3 separate regions of the Mus musculus genome follow, and all the other regions are linked to region 2. The links are chromatin contacts, called in public Hi-C and promoter capture Hi-C maps. All regions are on one chromosome and are shown on one strand. Each heading gives the region's core, a stretch centred on a gene start, on an enhancer-like site or on the middle of the called end of the contact. The rest is flanking DNA. Distances are from core to core; before and after follow the strand shown. Region 1 overlaps Etnk1 (ethanolamine kinase 1). Region 2 holds the start of St8sia1 (ST8 alpha-N-acetyl-neuraminide alpha-2,8-sialyltransferase 1). Region 3 overlaps St8sia1 (ST8 alpha-N-acetyl-neuraminide alpha-2,8-sialyltransferase 1).

Region 1 (4,228 bases), core at 600-3,099, 230 kb after region 2:
ATGAAAGAAACAAACAAACAAGCCCAAAACAAAACAAAAACCCAAAGCAACAACAGAAGAATTAGCATAAGAATGCAGGCGTTCCTTAGCTGCTGCTGATCCATTCCTGACTGTATGAAGGGACAGCTGACCTCAAAGTGGGGTCAGTGCACAGTAATGAGCTAAAATTGTAAAAATAAAACAAAAAATAAAAACAAAAAATAAAGCAGCTGTTCTTCCTACAGAGGAAGGCAGCATTATGCAGTTGTCTGTCAGTCATTTGTTAATCTCACAAGGCTTAGAGTGAGGAACTCGGAGTGACTTGCAGTTCGTAGTATTCTATTTGGATATTAGCTAATTCTTCAGTTGGGGACATATCAGAAGCCATTGATGAAGTTTTCAAGATTGAGAGCTTGTCTCTACTTTTGTTAGAAGGTTCTTTGCTTTGACAATGACTTTAGTTAATTTGTTTCTTACCCTCATCCCAATTTCTTCATAAGAGCCCATGTATAAGTCTTACTATAACTTTAAATTTAAGGGATGTTAATCATTGTCCATTTTCTATTCAGTAAAACACAAGAAGTTGATTGGCATTTAGGCAAAACAAAAGTAGAAGAAAATGAAGGCCTTTTATTGGAATGGTTTTAGTTTTGTACACGGTAGGTAGGAAAGTCTGTACTACTGTCCTCTGATTGGCTCTAAACAAGATCCATTCTGCTCTTACTAACACAGAACTTATTGTTTTAGTGATGTAGAAGATCTTTCCCATGGGTTTATTTTAACATTTAATACAAATCTGACTTGCTAGGAGGTTTATAGAGATTTCTTAGCCCTTCCTGCTTGACCGACACAGATCAGCCTCAGTGGAGCTGTCCTTGTGGTACCAGATGTAGCTCAGTTGCTAACTGCTGACCTAGTACATACAGAGCCTCAGCCATCCTCAGCCATCCTCCTCCATCTTCAGCCAGCGTCGAGTAAGTGGGTGTGCCAGTACTGTAATCCCAGTACTTGGAAGGTAGAAACAAAGGACAGGAAATTCAGGGTCATTCTTGGGTAGGTTTTAGGCTCCTCCTCCCCCAGTCCCTATTAAAGAAATAACAGAAACAAACAGAATCTTGTCTTTGAAACGTTACTGATGAAACAAGCAGAAATAGGTACATAGTCATATAAACAGTTTGCTTATAAAAATCAATATATTCATACACATATATACCTTTGCTTGCCTGCTTGGAGTACCACCATATCTTTAAAATAAAAGCCATGTTTATAGAGTACTGAGTTTAAATATCTACAAATACAGATATAGACCTAACTCTTTCTAACCCTGTACCTGGTACCTAGAGTCTCTACGATTGACAAGTTTGTGCTGTATCCCACCTCACCTGCTCATTCATCAGTCTGTCTTCCTTTCTTACTTTATCTTCACTGAGTTGCAGACCTGCGTGGTTTCCATCCCCAAGTTCTTTACAGTGTAGTGTGTTTAGAGCTCAGCATGCACTGAAGTGTACTGTGCCAGGCTTAGCATAGCAAGCTGGGGGTGGTGATGTGGAGTAGCATTGCAGCCATTGGGAAACTGAAAGCGTGGGATATCTGTTGCCTGAGAAATTCAAGGTAACCTAGGCAACATAGTGGAAACCTGCCTTTAAAAACAAGTTTTAAGCATGCTACTTGTAGAATTTGACAGGTGTCTGCCCCTATAAGCTGAAGGCCCTTAAGTACAGAACAGTTCTACCATCCTGGAGAGAGCCTCGTGCTCTCGAGAAGAATACACTAATCCTGAATTGATTTACTCTAGACTACTGTGTGTGAGAGTAGAGCAGCCCAAGACAGTCAGCGTCCAGCAGGACTCTAGCCAGACGCAATGGTGCATGTCTGTAATCCTAGCTCGCAGGAGACTGAGGCATGGAAATTTTGTGAGTTAGAGACCTGTGCTGTCTATGTAGTGAGTGACAGGGCAGCCAGGGCTACAGAGCAAGACCCTGTTTTAAAACCCAACAAACAGTCCCCTGCATTCCTTAGTTATTAAGGAGCACTGACTGAGATTGCTGGATGTTTGTTTTCAGTGTTTATTTTTACTGCCTGACAGTGTCACAGTTTCTGGTGTACGGCGGTCCTTCCTCCTCCAGTATTCTCTTGTTCTTTCCCCATTCCTGCTGAGCCCTTTCTTCCCAGCATCCCTCTCTCCTCTTTCTGTGTGTGCCTGGGTGTGACCCACTGGTTTTCCTGAGTTGTTTGCATGAGCCTTTTCAGACGCATGCGCTAGGCCCACTGTATTTCAGTCATACCTGGGTGAGAATGTTAAATGCCGTGTTTCCCCTTTGTGGAAATGCTCTTGCAGCCCTTCCTCTCCTGCTACTGTGCTTGTGTTCTGTGTAGTAGAGCCTCCATTTCTCTCCTAGCATTTGACTACTTCCCATGTACCACGAGGGCTCTTGTGTCCCTCCCCAGGCTCAGCCTCACACAGCTGTTGCCAGTCCCTGCTCTTACAGTGAGAGTGATGTGTGCTGGCCTGGGCTGGAGGTGGGTATTTCCTCGCTCACATCCTCTTGCCAAGCTCTTACACAGAATTCCTGTGAACTTTCCTCACCGCTGTTTCTCCATGTCTAAGAGCTGGGCTGGAAAGGGTCCGACTCTCAAATAGGTGACTTTTCTTTTCATTTGTAATAAGATAAGGTCAAGACATGTGTCTTGTTATAATTATATAGCCTTGTTTAGTTCGTTTTTGGCTTTAACATGCTTTAATAAATGGAAGACTAGTTTTCTTGCATTGAGATTTGACCAGTTTAACTGGATTTTTCCTACAGTGGTGAGGGCTTCAAGCAGTAGTAAAAAAAATCAAAAATATTTTTGAAAATTCAAATTCATCCATTATTTGCTTTGTGTTGTGTGTCACTGGTGCAATTATTTAAAGATTATAAAAATCAATGCTAGCCTTTAAGCTGATCATTTTTTTTAAAGGTTAAGGATGCCCTGAGAATCTGGATGATCTAGAAGCCCCTCCTTGGGAAGTGAGTGTGCACATCAGATTCTAGGGTGTGTTTTCATTATCTGTTCACCTTTGAGACCTCAAGGAGAAATTCTTGTCTGAAGGAATTAGTTATTAAGAGTAATGGACATTATTAATACTGGGAAATATTAAAAAAAATTAAACTCACGGTGAAAAGAAACAACATGTTCTGTTGCTAGGAGAATATTTCCCAGTGCTGTAATTTGATTTTTCTGGCACCCTAAAGATCATAAGACCTCTTTAATTTTACATTGTTGCAGAATCTTAAATTTAAGGTTGAGTTCCACTTTGTAATGATTTGAAACAGAATAGTTAATGCAGATTTTAAACATTTCTTTCCTTTAAAGCTTTGTGTCTTGTACAATGTGAGTTTGCCAAATTCTCTTCATCTGCTACAGATTAGGTATGCCATTGCTGCTGCCATGTGGCGGCGCCCCGTGCTTCTTAAACGCACTGACTGGAGCTTTGTCGCCTCACTTGTTCACATGCACGGAGCCTGGTAACAGCCCCATCTGTATTTTGTTAGCTTCATTTTCTTATCTTTAGATTTCATTATAAACTCAACATAGCTTTTAAACGTAAAGGCCAGTGTTAATGAGTTAACGCTACTACAAAAGTCACTGCTAAAACTTTTCATGTTGAAACAGATTTTAACTTTTCTTAAAATGATTTATGTTTTAGTTAAGTTATGTGTATAAGCGGGACTGTTTCTACCTGCTATTTTAACTGTGTTTGCCAAATTCTAAATATACTTTTGAAAATGGAAGCTTTTATTTATGTTGCAAAAGTAAGCTTCGGGACTGGGCTGTGTATTTTTATTGGCACGTAACTATTAAAATGAGCTCTACGAGAAGCTGTGCTTAAACAGCCCAAGGCATCAGCCGCTGCTGTAAGTCACCTGTGAGCGCTCGGCTGCTTCAGTCACGCACATGGTAGATGTTGAACTCTGCTCTTTGAACGCTCGTGGAGGCATAGGTATGTTCTGGATCGTTGTATTTAGTTTTGCTTGTTGACAGTTTCCTAGAGAATACTCATAGTATTCTTTTTTAAGAATAACATTTTTCTCTTCAGAAATGCTCATTGTAAAGAAGTTTTAAAAGAAAGAGAAGAAAAGTTTAAAGGAAAGTCACTAGTCTACCACTACAATAAATGAGATGAACATTTTGTTTTGGTTTATTTCAATTCACCTTTGCCCTATATCCTCTTTTCTTAGACATAGTTTAATAAATTGTAACACAGTAT
Region 2 (4,120 bases), core at 839-3,338:
CTAGATTCTGGAAGAACTGTCTAACCTCTAGCTTTTCCAAAAGTAGGGAAGGAGGGAAATGACTTATTTTTAAAGATTTTTGCTTTAGACCTTAATAGCAGTGGGACAGGTTTCTATTGGCTCTTGCCTGCCTCTCAGCTCCTCCCACAGACCACTACCAGAAAAGACCAGCAAGGCAATAAATTGGCGCCAGAGCTGAAGATGAGAAGGCTCTGCCCCGGGGTCCCGGTGCGGTCCTGGTCCGAGCCGGCCAGTTCCCCCAACATGCAGGTAACATGCAAAGAGCTTGTTGTCTGCGCTGCAGTCTAGCTACCCAACTTCTATTGCAAACCTGTCTTCTGTTCCTCAAATTAGCACCTCCCCCAAGAGGAGAAACTACCAGCTGGAGAACCCTGTGCTGTCCTCTTTCAAACGCGGCCTTGGGTTTTGTTTTCTGAATCCAAGCCCTTCCCTCACGTACACCTCCCACAAACATTCCTGAGACTAAGACAAAAGGGGGGACTGGTGCTTTGGAGTGGTAAAGAGTCCAGCACCTGGGCACCTGGACTTCGTCGTAGATAATGAATGACCTTGGGCTAGTAACTTGTTCTACAGAAGAATTGGTCAGAAGAGAAAATATGTCATCAAAAATGTGTTGAAATTTCAACACAAAAATCGTGCAGGTCCGATCCTTAGTGGGTCATGGTTCCGTGCTCCGGACTCGCAATGGACACACTGCGCAAAGCCACGGCGAAGGCCTGGCTAGTTTTCATGGTTTCGTGACTGGAGGTTTGCCCATCACTCCTGCATGGTTGATTTGTGTTACAAACTGCCCCGGAACGCTTCTTAACCTACTTCTAGCTTACTTCTCTTTAGCACCAAACATCTACGGAGGCTAAAAAATAAATTCTCTGAAAGTAACAGTCTCTAAGTTGTTCTGGGTCTCCCTTCCCACAGAGATGGGTCAATTGCAAATACAACACAGACTAGGGACAGACCAAAAAAATCCTTGATTTTGCAAAGGTACCTTGAAACGTCTCTTGGGATGAGGGATGGGACAGAGACCCTGACTTAAGTCTCTAGGTTGGGCACGGCACAGAGGGCACAGGACAGAGAAGCCTCACAAGCGACCCTGTCTTCTGCACACTAGCAGGAAGGGATGCTGGAGGGGAGCAACGGCCAGCAGTAGGTACCTGAAGAGACTGGCTGACGTCTGGTTCGTCCTCCAAGCCGTCCGCTGTGCCAGCACCCCTTGCACAATCTCCTTCTCGTTGGGCAGCCGGTAGACAGGGAAGATGTAGAGCCAACAGAGGACCACCACACAGAGGGCACTGGCTCCTACGGGTAGCCGGGTACGCGGGAATTTCCGAGCTAGCATGGCCATGGCCCCTCTGGACGTATGTAGGGCCCGCCCGCAGGGGCTCATCGCAGCCTCGATGTCCCAGGGTCAGTGTACCCTCAGCACAACGCTGGACAAAGTGGCAGTGAAGGATGCTCCAGTGGCCGGCCCCCCATGCACACACACCTTTGGCTTTCCAGCTCGCAAACGCACGGCTGGGGAACCCCCACGCCACGGCCCCAGAGGTCAGCTACAAGGATCTTCGCCAATGCAACTTTTACTGGGATGTCTTGCTAAAGGAAGTGGCCTCCGGGCAAATCACAAGCCTTAGTCTCTTTCCCTGCAGGCAGCGGGCGATGAAGGAGTCTAAGAGCAGTGGGGCCGGTGGCTCCCGCCCTTACTGCAGCATCACCGTCGCCCTCGGCTGGGGTCCTGGAAGAGGCGCGGCTGGCTCCCGGACGTCTGATGGGTTGTGTCCCTTCCAGAAAGAGATGCTCCTGCGCCCTGCACCGCCCTTTCCCCGCCTCCTGCGCCGCCGCGGTGCCCGGCACCCCCCAGATGCGCTCTCCGCGCCACACCAAGTCCTTGGAAATTTCCACGATGGCCCGGGACCGCTACCCCACCCCCGGCGCCTCGGCCGCGCCCGCCAGGACCCTCACTCCGCGCCCCTCACGGGCAAACCTAGAACTCTCTCTCATCAGTTCATTCAGCGGTGCGCCGCAGCCTTCTGCTGCGCCCTGGACTCCGCAGACACGCGCCCCGGGATTGGTGGAAATCAAGGTCTCCCCCGCCCTCCCCCACCCGCGAAATTGCCTCCCGTGACCTGCTTGGGGCCGCGACGCTAGCCCAGGGTGCAGGCCCCTCGCCGCTGCCCTTGTTCTCTGCAGAGGGAGGCAGACAATAAGAGCAGCAGCCCCTCTGGTGCGTGCATGCACACGCGCATATGTCTATCCCGGAGTATGCACAGATTGGGGACCCGCACACCTTGTGCCCAGGCTGCTGTCTCCCTCTCCTTTCTGCAATTGATTGGTTATAACTGAGCAGTGAGGAGGCTGGCGAATATTTATTCCTTCCTCGGCTCCCTTAATCAGATCAGCCCGTGCTGAGCTACGATTCCATGCACGCACTTGCGTGCACGCGCGGGCGCGAGCTCACACGCTCAGGCACGCACATACACGTCCGCGCGCGCGAACACACACACACACATACACACACACACACACACACACACACACACACACACACTGCTGCTACTGGGCACAAGGGGAGATGCATGCACACTGGGATCCACCACCTTGCCTCCACCCTTCCGAGAACAGAGGGGCATCCTCATATGCTTGTGGCTGGTGTTCTCCCGCAGACCTTGGAGGAGATAACGCCTCTGTAGACTAAAAAGCTGTTTATTCTTAAAAGGCTGCAAAGGCAAGCTTATCACAACCACGACCTTGGAAACGTGCAACCCGCCTGGACCCGCCTAGAGGAGAGACTCACAGTAAGCCATTTCTGCTCGCCCTAGCAGAAGTCGGAAAAGGCTCGGGTACCTCCTAGCGGCAGTCTCTTCTATTTGCTTAAGCATCCTGTGCAAGGACAAAGAAGAAAGTCTGCAGCCTCCAAAACCAGCTAGCTTAGTCGTCACAGGACTGAAATCTCAGGCCACAGTTCCATTTGTTCAGCCAAGAGCAGCACTCCAGACGGCCCACAGTGACTAGTTTGTGCCCTGCAGTCTTTTTTAGCACCTTCAGTAGGGAGAGGTGAAACTTGAGACTTTGGTGCCAACCAACCTCTACCAGCATTGCAATGCTTTTCTTAGGAAGACTGCTCAATGCTCCCCAGTGGAACCAAATACCGTTAGTTAAAATAAAGACTGCCCTTGCCGCTGATAGAAGCAAATAAAGACTGCTCTTACCGCCGGGCGTGGTGGCGCACGCCTTTAATCCCAGCACTTGGGAGGCAGAGGCAGGCGGATCTCTGAGTTCGAGGCCAGCCTGGTCTACAAAGTGAGTTCCAGGACAGCCAGGGCTACACAGAGAAACCCTGTCTCGAAAAACCAAAAAAAAAAAAAAAAAAAAAAGACTGCTCTTGCCGCTGTTAGAAGCTTGCTGCTCTTTTAGAGGACCTGTATTCAGTTCCTAGCACTCACTGCGGGCAGGCAGCTCACAATTACATATCTGACTGGGGAGGGGGAGGGGAGGTCTTCTGAAGGCACCTGCACATACATATACAAACCTCCACACCATTACAGGCACATAATTTTAAAATATAATAAATGTTAAAATAAAATGAAGATCCCTCTCACCCCAAACTTCCTCTGTTCTAGGAAGGCAAGATGGGGACATTTGCCATCTTTGAGGGCTGTAGACACATCATCAATCACTTTTCCTCCCTATAACTTAAACAAAGCACAAATGATCCCAATTTCTCTTCCTCCAGGTCTCCATATAGCTGAATTTACAGTAAACGAAATAAACCTACAAGCAAAAGATCATACAGGGATCATGAGGACCCATGAAAACCTTTCCCATTTAGTACTGCATTACAATGTAACACACTGTAGTACTGCGCTACAATGTAAACACTCTGGCCCCTTCTTTCCCAACCCCTGGGCAACCTTTATCTGATGTTACCCTCTGGTTCTCAGGAGCATTAACAATGGCTACAATGTTATTTTCCTCACCTTTCCAGGTCTTCATGGTGTCATGTCTGTCAGCATATAGTAGCCACAGTCTTAAATATGTTTTTCCTCCCTTCCTACATACAAATCTACTGACTCATTCAAGGATAAGTGGCCATTAAATTCTCCCT
Region 3 (4,364 bases), core at 1,807-4,306, 130 kb before region 2:
AGTGGGCTGTGGTGACGGCTCCTCACACGGGTCCAGCTGCATCCTCAGCGCGCCGATTTTGTGAAGATACCAAAGCTGAAGGAATTCCTCAGGCATGGCATGGTAGCCTGAGAAGGGCAAGACGTTGTCATAGTAGTGGTGACTGATAGGGTCCCCTTGCATGTTCACCGAGAAGGGCCAGAAGCCATAGATGGACACCTCCTCACAGAGGCCCAAGGCTGCACTCACCAAAAAGAGTCCTGTAGACAAGCGCTTGGCGTGGATCCCCCTACTCTTCCAGAACTTTCCAATGTTCCGAAGAAAGTTGGGGTTAGCAAAAAGCACTGTTTGATTGGCTCCAACATCTTTCAGTGTGTAATACACACGGAGAGACGGCTCTGTGCCTGTCTTCATAGAAAAGGCAGGCATGTAGATGTAACTGTGGTTATAGATCTTCATGTTGTCCACAAACTTCTTTCTGGACCACAGCAGGTTTTCAAATCTATGGGAAACAAAAGTTCCAATTAAACCTCAGACACGGAGACAGATCAAAGCCCGCTCGCTCACCCAGTCCTCTGAAGGCTCGGGTCGTTCATCAAACAGAACGCGTGAAAAACACTTTACTCGGAACTTCTCATCAAATACCCCAACTTATCAAACACTCCTACCTTGAACTCGTCAACATTCCTCAATGAAGCTCTGCTAGACTAAAGTCAACTGCTTATTTTGTTCTCTCTTAGAGTGTAAAATGATTTAACATTTGTGAATTCATAAAGATTGGAGGCTGGGGTGGTGGCGGCGGCGGTGTCAGTAAAAGCTACACGTGTGGTGTGTCAGAAACATAAGACTGGTTTCTTCATCTGAACATTAACAGGAATTACTTGTAAGACCTCATGTTCTAGGAATGTTTAGTTGGCCAATGTTCTAACTTTAAGACTATATGTGGGGCATGTTATTGCGCTGCTAGACAGGCCTAAGAACGGTGAGGTGGGGCATATTTAAAGTCCCCGAATCTCAGGGATCTGAAGTAGGAGTGGAGCAGCCCCTCCCCAGCCTCTCATGCCTGCTTTAGACAGGTGACCTCCACCACCAACTGAGAGGCTCACAGGCACTCGGTCCTGTAGCATAGCACCTGGAGTTTGTCTCCATGCGAATGAGGCATCTAAATAGCCTTACCCTTTAACCAATAGCCTTCCCTGGTTCACCCTGAATAAAATGTATGCGCCCACATCCCCTTCCAAGAAAGCAATATGAACAAGCAAGGATCGTCTCAGAGCTGCTTCTTTAAAGATCGCTGTAGGGAAGGCCTTCTCCTAAGAGAGCCATGCCTTAGAATCCCCAAAAGGCTTTTCTCAACTCTCACCCTTCTGCTACTCCACACCCATTCCCAGTTGGACCAGATTCTGTTCCTCTTGGGCTCCACTTGCCTCTTCCTGCCAAGTGGAGATGCCTGGAGAATGAACATGGACCCTGGACCCCCATTCTAGTCTTTGCTTCTGGGTAGTACACCAACAGTACCCAGGTACCCAGAGAGGAAACCAGGAACCACAGAATTCACCCCAGACCCTATTTCCCCTTCAGGTCCAGCATGTAGTAGTATCTGATGTCCCAAAGTGAAACACGGGCTGTAGACTCTCGTCTGGACTTTGCCCCATCTTCTCTAGCCAGTGTGTTGGCAGCGCCTGGGCATCCCAGGCAGAGAGCAGAGTACAGTACCACAACTACATAGGAAAAGGAAGTTTTGTTACAGTTGTAGCTCTACCCAGACAGCTGCCCATATGCCTTTCTGGAGAATTCTCCTTCCCTCTGATCATCCATGACTGCCTGTGGAAAAAAAATCTCTGATTCAAACAGAAGCAACTGAAATGTATGGACTACCGCCTAAGTGCCAGGAGAGAAATACCATTACGGCTTGATTGCGACTTTACCTATCTTTCACTAATCTTGCTTGCATATGTGAGTTTGGACATATTGCACATTGTAGGGGTCAGAGGGCAGCCTTAGGTGTCAGTCATGACCTCCCGTGTTGGTTTCTGGGTTTTGTTTGTGGCTGTATAAGCCAAGCTAGCTGCCCCCAAAGCTTCCGGGGATGCTATTGTCTCTGTCCCTCATCCCACCATGGGACCGCTGAGGTCACGGATGCCGGCTACTGTGCCCATCTTTATGTGCGCTCCAGAAATTTGACCTCTGGTCCTCATACTTGCTCTGCTTCTCCTGCCAAGCCGTCTCCTCAGGCTAATGCCTCATGTTTTAACTCAAGAAATCCAAGTCCCGTTAAGGAAACAGAAGTGTTACAAACACAGCATAACGTGTCTCAAATTTCATACTTGATAGATCTGCAAAGTATCATAGCATGCAGGAGGAAAAAACCAACCAAACAAGCAAGCAAACAATAACAACAACGAAAACCAATCAATCGGTTAAGCCTTGGAAGAGAGTGGGGTCAGAGAAAGCTGTGGGGTGGAAAACACTTCACGAGCTCTTGCTGGGGAAACAGAGGAACATAAAGCTACAAGATCATGGGTAAGTGCATCAATGCCATGAAAACTAGGTAGACTTGCGGGTCCTGGGACGGGAAGGTTAGGTTGGTTTAGACAGTGGCTGAAGATAAGGCGTGCTGTAAAATATCTCCCTTATCTCTAACATTCTGCCCTCACCGCCACCCTGTGGTGAGAGCCCTTCATGCCGCATATCAGTGTCAGGCTGCGAAAGAGGGTTGAGGAAGTAAGTTTAGGAAGTAAAGAGGCTGACAGCTGGGAGAGCAGATAAGAGGCTGAGGATGCAGGGTAAACAAAAATGAATCGGTGAAAGGGAAAAGAGTAGGGGGAGGGAGGGAGTGATGGATAGCAGGGGAAGGGAAAGAAGGGAGGGAAGGAAAGGGAGGAAGAAGAAGGAAAGAAAGGGAGAGAGGGTAGGGAGAGAGTGGGAGAGGAGGAGAAGGAGGAGAGGGGAGAGAGGGGGAAGGAGAGAGAGAAGAAGAGAGGGGAAGGGAGAGAGAAAGGGGAAGGAGGAGGGGGAGGGAGAGAGGGGTAGGAGGGAAGTGGGCAGAGGCAGGCAGTGAACTAGTACAGTAAGACTTCTTGAGGTCAGTTGTCCTGGTTCACATTCTCCACAGGGAGAGCAGCAACAGCCATGAGCAGAATGGAGCCAGACTTATGTCCCTGCAGAGACAAAGCAGGCCTCTGTTGTAAATGTGTGACAGTCGCTGTGACTACCCAGATTCAAAGCACTGGGGCAATCATGGCTCTTCATCTGTTGAGAGTAAAGAAGGATGCCTCTCAAGCCCAGAAGGATGGCCTCCCAGACTGTCTGCATGCCCTTGACCCGGAAGCCACGTGAGCCACTTCCCCAGGACACCAACCACGGGAAAGGTGATGACTGTGTCTCCAGAAGTTACTCACCTAGAGCAGTGGTTCTCAACTTTCCTAATGATGCCACCCTTTAATACAGTTCCTCACACGATGGCGACCCCAACTATAAAATTATTTTGTTGGGACTTCATAACTGCAATTTTATTACTGTTATGAATTGTAATGTAGATATCTGATATGCAACCCCCAAAAGGGGTTGAGACCACAGGCTGAGAACCATTGCCCTAGGAAGCTCAGAAACATTAGTCAACCATTTTCTAGACTGGTGCCAACATCTCTCTGATGAATACTCAAGTTGGACCTGGGCTCTGCCCAGCTACTCAATCATTTCCACTCTTGCCCACCCACATCCTTCGCTTTTCCTAATTTCCAAAATGCCTTCCAGGCAATGTAGAAGCAGCAGACAAACAACCTAACTGAACTACCCTGTGCTTTGTCTAGAATAACCTACAGACTTCATTGATACCCCACGGCCTGGAATTCTGGTCAGTCCACTGCTGGACATTTATATCCATCTGGGTCTGTGAGATACACTCACTTAGAAGATGCAATGGTTAGTTACTGTTGCCAATTCGAATGGGTTTACTATATTCCCCATGGAAACATACACTCCTGTGTGCACCCACGAAGGTATTTCTAGAAAGGGTCCTGTAAGGAGGGAAGACTCGCTGTAAAGGTGAGCCTCACTCGTCCAATGACTAGAGAAAGGAGGGAAAGCCAGCTGAGTCCCAGCATGCACCTCTGTTTCCTAACTGCACACGTGGTGCAATCAGCCACCTGCCGCCATGCCTATCCCGCCGCCATGCCTGTCCCTCCGGGATGAACAAATGCTTCCCTAAGCCTTCCCTAAGCTGCCAGGTGTTTCTCACAGCGATGAGAAAAGATACATACAATGTAGCATCCGTGTGAGCGATCTCTGCCTGTCCTTCAGTGCCTCTTCTGCATCCCTAACTACACCCTCCTCCCCTTTGTCCTTTACAACCAGCTTTGTAGCTCTTCCCAAATGCTCATACT

Evidence for each region. Promoter capture Hi-C pulls out the DNA fragments that hold promoters and counts their contacts. A called contact is a pair of places that touch in the nucleus more often than the background predicts.
Region 1: a contact with region 2 is called in a promoter capture Hi-C map of embryonic stem cells, with 5 times the contacts expected there. The contact joins the enhancer-like site here to the promoter of St8sia1 in region 2. A contact is called at or near these places in 10 of 39 promoter capture datasets (the C10 cell line, the HPC-7 cell line, embryonic stem cells and 5 more), 4 of 115 datasets of contacts at active chromatin or transcription factors (T-cell acute lymphoblastic leukemia, embryonic stem cells and neural tube) and 1 of 9 other capture datasets (pancreatic islet).
Region 3: a Hi-C map of bone marrow-derived macrophages shows a contact between it and region 2, with 3 times the contacts expected there. The contact joins the enhancer-like site here to the promoter of St8sia1 in region 2. A contact is called at or near these places in 12 of 39 promoter capture datasets (3T3-L1-derived adipocytes, the HPC-7 cell line, cranial neural crest and 7 more), 1 of 15 datasets of contacts at CTCF or cohesin (CD8 T cells), 14 of 484 Hi-C or Micro-C datasets (ECoMG-derived neutrophils, the G1E-ER4 cell line, Th1 cells and 9 more), 26 of 115 datasets of contacts at active chromatin or transcription factors (CD8 T cells, the SCID.adh cell line, Th17 cells and 19 more) and 5 of 9 other capture datasets (adipose tissue, embryonic stem cells, liver and 2 more).

Annotation. Positions count from the first base shown.
Region 1 is chr6:143,189,477-143,193,704 of GRCm38.p6, forward strand. All of the region lies in intron 4 of Etnk1 (ethanolamine kinase 1), which reads left to right. Among named protein-coding and RNA genes, the nearest start is that of Etnk1, 24 kb to the left of the region's middle. Within about 2 kb of position 1,850, at least 42 of the 459 cell types and tissues checked have an H3K27ac peak or open chromatin away from gene starts, as enhancers often do. A contact at or near this core is called in embryonic stem cells, hippocampal neurons and pancreatic islet, where this site is marked.
Region 2 is chr6:142,962,364-142,966,483 of GRCm38.p6, forward strand. It overlaps St8sia1 (ST8 alpha-N-acetyl-neuraminide alpha-2,8-sialyltransferase 1), which reads right to left and starts at 2,089. Exons shown (of 5, transcript NM_011374.2): 1 at 1,173-2,089. The coding sequence starts at 1,405.
Region 3 is chr6:142,828,790-142,833,153 of GRCm38.p6, forward strand. St8sia1 (ST8 alpha-N-acetyl-neuraminide alpha-2,8-sialyltransferase 1) reads right to left here. Exons shown (of 5, transcript NM_011374.2): 5 at 1-481. It overlaps Gm7457 (predicted gene 7457), which reads left to right. Exons shown (of 7, transcript NR_045707.1): 6 at 2,314-2,502; 7 at 3,095-4,364. Among named protein-coding and RNA genes, the nearest start is that of Gm7457, 17 kb to the left of the region's middle. Within about 2 kb of position 3,057, at least 29 of the 459 cell types and tissues checked have an H3K27ac peak or open chromatin away from gene starts, as enhancers often do. A contact at or near this core is called in ECoMG-derived neutrophils, the G1E-ER4 cell line, the HPC-7 cell line and 5 more, where this site is marked.